3 separate regions of the Danio rerio genome follow, and regions 1 and 3 are each linked to region 2. The links are chromatin contacts, called in public HiCAR-type and HiChIP or PLAC-seq maps. All regions are on one chromosome and are shown on one strand. Each heading gives the region's core, a stretch centred on a gene start, on an enhancer-like site or on the middle of the called end of the contact. The rest is flanking DNA. Distances are from core to core; before and after follow the strand shown.

Region 1 (2,700 bases), core at 115-2,614, 170 kb after region 2:
TATACTCAAAGTTCAATGCAAAGGGAGACATTGGCTTTTACAGAGTTAGCTTAGCTAAGCCTACAGCCAAAGAAGTTTGGGGACTACAAAAAATACACCCGGGTTAATGATGTCATAAACCCTTCAAGTTACACACACACACACACACACACACACCCCACACAGTGAAGGGGCGTAGCCAGAGGCGCTGTAATGATATAACTGAGACGCTTCTTGGTGATGTGGAGCTGATCTGCAAATCACAGAACATTATGTTAGCTGACCAATCAGAGCCTCTTGAGGGCAGGTCTTCAGAGGAACTAGGAAAAATGACGTCGTTTTCATGTTAGCTGAATAGCTGTATATAACTAAAGTAAGATATATGAAAAAAGTGTGATTTTCTACAAATAAAGCATTAGCACACATTGCTTTGCAACCCATAAACACAACCAGCCTTAAAAATACTCTGGACCACCCCTTTAAGTTGCCTTAGTTACTATGCACTCAAATTTAAATGAATCATTTGATACAGTGCACATTTTGAACAATTATGTACTTGTAATTACATCTGTAATAAATTTTTGTTATTCCACTGTTGACCATATCTCACATCTTAAAGGGATAGTTCACACAAAAAAATGTAATTCTATCATTTATGGAAATGTACTCTCTTTTAAGTGGTTTTAAACCTTTATTAGTTTCTTTATTCTGTTGAACACCAAATAAACTATTTGAGGAAAGCTGAAAATCTGTGACTATTGACTTCAATAGTATGAAAAACAAATACTATGGATGTCAATGGTTACAGGTTTTCAGGATTTTTAAACACAATACATACATTGTACTATTTTGTATGTAAGTACACAGCAGTTAAGGTCACTTAATATAAAGTTCCGATCAAAGTGTATTTCAAGCTTAGTCTTTTAAGGGCTGTTCACACTAATCATTCAGACCACAGCTATAACAAAGAAAGATGTCGAGAAATTATATCATTGGAATCAGTTTCAGTTTTGCAGCTAATGACAAAACACGAACTGCCAGTCAGGATCTGTCGAAATATAAAGTGCTAGTGCAATTTAAAGGAACAGACAGTATTATGAGAAGCTCACTGCTTGATGTTAAGCCTTCTTTTCAAAGATTATTTAGAGATAATGATCTTGAAAACAATTGGTTATTCCATGGGAGGGAATGATGAAGATTTACATGGAAGTTATGCAAGCCAAGCTAGCAGATTGATGATTGTGCTGGTTTTGAAATCTATTCGAGTTGCCTCTTTGGGAAAGTAATTTGTGTTATTTCCTGCTAAATTCCTGGTTTTATTGGATTGATTCCACATCACTAGCTGGTTTCAACACTCAGAAACTTAGGCACACTGTGGACATCTGCTGGTTACAAGGGGGCAATGCAAAAAGAAAAGCATGAACTAAAAATAAACAGATTGTTATCATTTGCTGTGTGTACAACTCTAGTTACTGTTATATTTATAGTTACTGAGCTTGGTGTGAAAGGCTTTTAACATGATAAAGTGTCAAGCAATTAATCTCTGACCAGCTGCTACAGTAACTCTCAAGTAATGCAAAACAAGCCAGTCTCACTTTAAATTAATTGACCTTAACTTTAAAATAAGTACAAAATTTTCACTACCTGACAAAAGTCTTGTCCTCAATCCCATATGTAAGAGCAACGAATAATAACTTATAGTTGATAATTTGGAAAAGTGGCAGAAGGTAGATCTGTAGAACTGCATCACAAATACTGCAAAAGACCTATTGAAACCCACATAGACCCAAGATTCTCATAGAAACCAGTCAAGTTTGGTGAAGGAAAAGTCATGGTTTTGGGGTTGCATTCAGTATGAGGGAGATCTGCAAAGTGAATGGCATCATCAACAGCCAGAGGCATTAAGACATTTGTGCTGCGCATTACATTACAATTCACAGGAGAGGGCAAATTCTTCAGAGCATAGCACTCCTTCTCATAATTCAGCCTCCACATCAAAGTTCCTAAAAAGCAAAAAGTTCAAGGTGCTCCCGGATTGGCCAGCCCAGTCACCAGATATGAACATTATTGAGCATGTCTGGGGTAAGATGAAGGAGGAGGCATTAAAGATCAATCCAAATAATCTTGATAAACTCTGGGAGTCCTGCAAGAACAGTTTCTTTGCCATTCCAGTTATTTGAGTCACTGCAGAGATGTATGGATGCAGTCCTCCAAGCTCATGGGAGTCATGCACAATATTAATTCTTTTTCCACTGCACCATGATTTTATATTTTATACTGTACATTATTTCGAGTTAAGTGACAAGACTTTTGTCTAAGCGAAGTCAGACCTTACTGTCCTAATTAAATAATCAAAATCAAAGCATTATCATATTTTTTTGGTAAAATAAGCATAATCTAAAGGCCTTTGCCCTTCATATTAGCCACTTCTGAAAGTAAAAGATCAACTAGAAGTCAAATTATTATTTGTCGATCCTAAAACTTGGATAGGTGAAAAGAATTTTATCAGGTAGTGTATATATTTTGAAAAGTATGTATTTTGAATAGGAATTGATACTAATTTTAAGTGAAAATATAAGCTGAAGTATAATTTAGTAGGCTAATAAATAATACATTATTTAATTGCTCTGTCCGGGTGTGTTAACAGTAAAATCAAAATGTTTTATAACTGTCATTTAATCTATAATTTAATCAAACTTCATTTACCTTGTTGGTTGTTGG
Region 2 (2,709 bases), core at 162-2,661:
AATACGTTTTCGAAAGCTCAGCACTGTTGTCTAAACTAACAGGTTAAGGTGCATAAATTTCCTGTTTTGCCTTTAAAAACATAAACATAAGCATCACCATTTCATAGAAAAATAAATAACTGAGGTAAAGTTGGTTTTATATTCACACCTTCTTTTAGTGCCAACTTGTGACACAGTCCCTATATTGCTTACCATGACACTTATTCGGTGTGAAATCGCATACGAGTATGACTTCAAAACAACATTAGCACTATTTAACTGACTGTGAACAAATGGTGTACTTGAGAGTCATTGGCTGCTAGTATGATTTCGAACTTGCAAAGAATACTTTTCTGAAAATATATTAAGGTGAAAGTCTGAATACGCGAATACAAAACAAACTTTACCTCAATGAACAAGGCACACCTATAAAAGCCACCTGAGTGCTAAAAGTGAACGTCAAGCAGAACGAGAAAAACATTAACATCAGGGTGTGTATGTAACTTAACAGAAGGCAGAAGCAAAAGAGCCAAACCCCCGTGTGAAACCCTGTGGCTTTGTTTTCCGATTATGCAACCATTGCAGGAACATTTTGTTAAGCCCAGTCTTGCACACTTAACAAAATAATAAACTAATAAAACTCAGGAGCCATTTGAAGTAAATTTTTAACTCAATTTCCCCTTTCTGAGGAGCTTACAGCTATCTTTAAACCATGTATGCGCTCTTCCTTGATTTTGAGGGATGTTCGTCACTTTGTATGTCAAACATTTGAAGTGTCAACAGGTGCAAATTCTACTGCTACAAATGTTTTGCACCCAAGTGGTGCTTTATAACGTTGACCTACTAAAATGACACCTCCAGATCGGATCTCTTGTATAAACTTGACAGGACAAACAGCATTATTTTGACTGCAAACCACAGCTACTACAAATCAATCTGGTGAGATATCAGTGATTTGCATTAGCTCAGCACAGCTCTCGGGTTACAAGCGCACCAAAAAACAAAAATGCTAGCACATGAGGTAAACGCTGTGTATCTATCTCCGACAAAGGCTCCATTAAATCAGACTGATTTAACCGAACGCATTAAAGAAAGGAGATGTTCGTGACATGCACCAGTGACCCGTTAAACTAGACGCCCTAGATTGCATGTGATCCCAGGAGTCAGAGGCATTAATAAACCAGCACTCTGCCAGATGTCTAGGCCTTGTTTTTGTTCGCTAGGACACTCCGTAACTACAGATAGAATCAAGCTCGCTAGGTTAACGGACGAAATAAATCCGTAAGCGATTACATTAGCACTTACCCAACGCAACCCGTTAAAGTGCAACCATCTAAAAGAGTTCAAATGCTCCGTTTGGCATCACTTCCTTGTGAACTCACCTCCGATTTTCCGTCTCTTCTGCCTTTAATATTAATGGCGTCCGTGTGTTGATATAGGGGGGGTCACGTGGTTTAATGTGTAAGCGGACACCGACAGGAAACGCGCGATTGATTGACAGTAGCAGCAGCCAGTGAATGACAGCGTTGCAAACACGCCCCGCCCCTGTTCTCTGAATGCGCTGACAAGATGCATGTTGCCTAAAATTATACATGTGTTCAGTGGTAAAACTCCAAAACAAAATTAGAGGTGCCGTTCAGACATCTTCATTGACTTTATCCAGCAGGTCAGTGTCATGAACTGGAAAGATAAAGTCTTATAAATATGTTGTTAATCTAAAGATTTCGCTGAATCTTCTTTAGATTTATTGTTTTTTATATTAACATTTTTGCTAACGTTGTTACATTTCGTGTAATACATTCAATGCAATGTAATGCATTATAAATCATAAAAGTGTATTATAAATTATAAATCATATATCCTACTCACAAAAAAAAAACTTCTTTAATCTGAGAAATGTCGCTAAATTGGTATGCTATCCATCATAGACGCAGAAAAGCTAGTTCATGCTTTAATGACTTCTATGCTGGATTACTGTAATGCACTGTTCACTGGTTGTCCAGCATCCTGTATTAATAAAGTTCACTTCAATAGTACTTTGCATCGTTTGGGAAATGAACGATGTAGTGACCAGTGTTTCCCCAAAATAGTAGTTTCTCTGTCGCAGATCCATCGTTTAAACCACGTTAGTTATACCTCCATATTGACGCTCTAAATAGCGTGAAGTAACAACTTCATTAGAGAAGAACCCCACCATTTTTTTGTGCAAATTATATTGTTTTACAAACACACGCATTTAAAAAAAAATCCAATATTATTTTTAGTAAAAACATACACTCGTTTTCCATATTAATTGAAATATATGTAAAAATATGTAAAATGTATAGGGCCAATGTTTCCTTTTACAATATTATTAAGAATATTGTGTAAAGCGATTTGAGTGCCCAGAAAAGCGCTGTATAAATGTAAGGAATTATTTTTTATTATTACTAATATTCTATTCTAAACCACAAAATGACTTAGCTAAAACGTATTTTAATCTTTATTGAAAAATTTAATTGAATAAATCATCTATATAAAAGTCTACTCTTACAATTTGACACATTCAAACCACTGCAGAAATGTTCTAACCAACAGGCCCATGTCATATACAGTACAGATACATTTCTTAATATATAACCTACTATAAATTAAAACAATCAACGTTTGCTATATATTTTTGTTTTCACAAGCTTTGTAGGCGTAATGGAAATTCTGCAATAGATCACCTGTAGCTTTTGTCATGAGCCA
Region 3 (2,700 bases), core at 71-2,570, 190 kb after region 2:
AATTGGACAATAGAGGATTGGAAAAACGTTGCCTGGTCTGATGAGTCCTGACTTCTGCTGCGACATTCGGATGGTAGGGTCAGACTTTGGCGTCAACACTATGAAAGCATGGATCCGTCCTATCAATGGTATCAATGGTTCAGGCAGGTGGTGGTGGTGTAATGGTGTGGGGGATATTTTCTTGGCATATTTAGGCTCCATTAGTACCAAGCATTGTGTCAACACCACAGCCAACCTGAGAATTGTTGCTAACCATGCCCATCCCTTGATGACCACAGTCGTCTAATCACTACCTCCTGCAGGATAACGCACCATGTCATAAAGTGTGAATCCTCTCAGACTGATTTCCTGAACATGACACTAGCCCCTTTCACACATACAGACCTTTCCGGAAAATTACCGGCAATTTTCCGGAAAGGTTGTATGTGTGAACAGGTCCTTTTTGAATATACCGGTAAAGTCGTTCCGGAAATTTTCCGGATATTTACCGGTATCACTGTGTGAAAGGGGCTACTGAGACACTGTACTCAAATGGCCTCCACAGTCACCAGAGCTCCATCCAATAGATAATTTTTAGGATGTGGTGGAACGGGAGATTCGCATCATGGATGTGCAGCTGACAATCTACAGCAACTGCGTGATGCTCTCATGTCAATATGGGACAAAATTTCTGAGGAATGTTTCCAGTACCTTGTTGAATATGCCACGAAGGATTGCAGTTCTGAACTCAAAAGTGGGTCCAACCTGGTGATAGTAAGGTGTACCTAATAAAGTGTCCGGTTAGTGTATATTGTGATTTAGAATTATTACCATCTAATTTACTTAGTACAAATAAGTGCATATGGGTCGAATATGGGTCCACATTTAATAAGCAAATACACATTTTGTTAAACCGATACCAGAAAGCGCCACAGTAAACAAAACCACGTGGTCTATATGAAAGTCACGTGACATAACCGGGAAGTGTTCGCAAGAGGTACGTTGGCTTCAAACATTATTATATAACTTACACATTACATACAGTATATCTTACATTATAACGTCAACAACGGAAATACAATACACATATCTAGAAGTATCACTAGTTAAATAAACACGATAAACGGATAATTTTATTAAAATATATGTAATATTGTAATAAGGTATGACCCGAATTAGGTGTTATAACACAGCGTTTTTCACGGCGTCAATTTTAACTTGAGAATTAAGTTTGTAAAGTAACTAAAGGTAACAAAAAACGCGTCTAGGTTTATAGTCTGTTTAAGAAATACTAAGGTCAATTGCGAATTGTTGTGGTTTCCCACCCCGTTATGTGAGAGACTTCCTCTTCCTGCGTTTAATTAAAGGGAACAGACGAGGACACATCAACATGGTGTCTCTTATTTGCACTTTACAAAGTCACCGGGACGATGTAAATTGCGTCGCTTTCTCCGGCGACCTGCTGGCGACCTGCTCCGCGGACAAGAGCATCTGTGTTTACTCCAGCCGAGACTTCAGCGAGCTGCCCTTCTCCCCGCTGTCCGGACACGGCTACGGCGTCCACTGCTGCTGCTTCAGCGCCTGCGGACAGTACCTGGCCTCCTGCTCCACTGATGCCACGACGATGGTGTGGTCGATGGACACCGGGGAGATCGAGGCCGTCCTGGAGCATCCGGGCCGCAGTCCGGTGCGGGTGTGCGCCTTCTCCCCTGACTCCTCTCACCTGGTGTCCGGAGGCTCCGACGGCTCCATCGCGTTGTGGGATTTTACCTCCAGGACGTTGCGCAGGTACACTTCGTATGCTTATTTGTGATTTTTAAATAATCATATTAGTTAATAGTTAAAATAGATAAATGATTTGTAACTTTTTATTACTGCCTGGTATTAATTTTTATGTCTAAACTGCTTTGCTTTATTTTTAAATATTGCTGACATTACCTGTCAATGGCGACTCAGCGACCCAGTGACCGTCTTGCTGTTGCCTTACAGCAAGAAGGTCGCTGGTTCGATCCTCGGCTCAGTTGGCGTTTCTGTGTGGAGTTTTCATGTTCTCCCTGCGTTCACGTGGGTTTTCCCCACAGTCCAAAGACATGCGGTACAGGTGAATTGGGTAGGCTAAATTGTCCGTAGTGTATGAGTGTGTGTGTGTGTGCGTGTGAATGTGTGTGGATGTTTCCCAGAGATGGGTTGCGGCTGAAAGGGCATCCGCTACGTAAAAAATGTGCTGGATAAGTTGGCGGTTCATTCCGCTGTAGCGACCCCGCATTAATAAAGGGACTAAGCCGACAAGAAAATGAGTTATTAATTACCTGTCAATCATTTTTATTTCTATCTATGCCATATAGACAGATTCAGTTTTACTGTAATAAATCTGGAAAATAACAGATTTAATGCTTTAAAGCTGTTTTAAAACATGTCCTTTAGTTCAAGTCAGTTTAGTATTAATTCAGTTCAGATTCAGATTAGTTTTTGTCATGTGAAAATATTAGGACACCATATGAACACCTGTGTATTTTGTACCATTTGTGAATACAACGTGAATTTTTAATCTTAGTGTTAACAATTCTGAGAGATTAAAGTAATATGAACAGTTAAATCTAAGATATGTATGTTCTTAAACTAAGGAAATAAAGTAAAAACACCCTCACATTTATTCCGTCTTAAAAGGCTCAAATCACACGCAGGTGTATTACACCAGGTGCACATGATTAGTAGACTGTT

What was found. HiCAR-type assays count read pairs that join an accessible place to other places. HiChIP or PLAC-seq counts read pairs in DNA pulled down with a chosen protein or histone mark.
Region 1: a HiCAR-type map of caudal fin shows a contact between it and region 2, with 4 times the contacts expected there. The contact joins the enhancer-like site here to the promoter of marchf7 in region 2. A contact is called at or near these places in 6 of 18 Hi-C or Micro-C datasets (caudal fin, embryo, hematopoietic stem cells and 1 more) and 3 of 4 datasets of contacts at active chromatin or transcription factors (caudal fin, embryo and gastrula embryo).
Region 3: a contact with region 2 is called in an H3K4me3 HiChIP or PLAC-seq map of gastrula embryo, with 4 times the contacts expected there. The contact joins the promoter of wdsub1 here to the promoter of marchf7 in region 2. A contact is called at or near these places in 2 of 4 datasets of contacts at active chromatin or transcription factors (embryo and gastrula embryo).

What each region holds. Positions count from the first base shown.
Region 1 is chr6:12,945,092-12,947,791 of GRCz12tu, forward strand. All of the region lies in intron 25 of baz2ba (bromodomain adjacent to zinc finger domain, 2Ba), which reads left to right. Among named protein-coding and RNA genes, the nearest start is that of wdsub1, 22 kb to the right of the region's middle. Within about 2 kb of position 1,365, at least 4 of the 62 cell types and tissues checked have an H3K27ac peak or open chromatin away from gene starts, as enhancers often do. A contact at or near this core is called in caudal fin, where this site is marked.
Region 2 is chr6:12,772,655-12,775,363 of GRCz12tu, forward strand. marchf7 (membrane-associated ring finger (C3HC4) 7) reads right to left here and starts at 1,412. Exons shown (of 11, transcript NM_001114580.2): 1 at 1,362-1,412. LOC141386193 (a long non-coding RNA gene) reads left to right here and starts at 1,562. Exons shown (of 4, transcript XR_012407683.1): 1 at 1,562-1,645.
Region 3 is chr6:12,967,185-12,969,884 of GRCz12tu, forward strand. It overlaps wdsub1 (WD repeat, sterile alpha motif and U-box domain containing 1), which reads left to right and starts at 1,321. Exons shown (of 12, transcript NM_001077769.1): 1 at 1,321-1,767. The coding sequence starts at 1,370.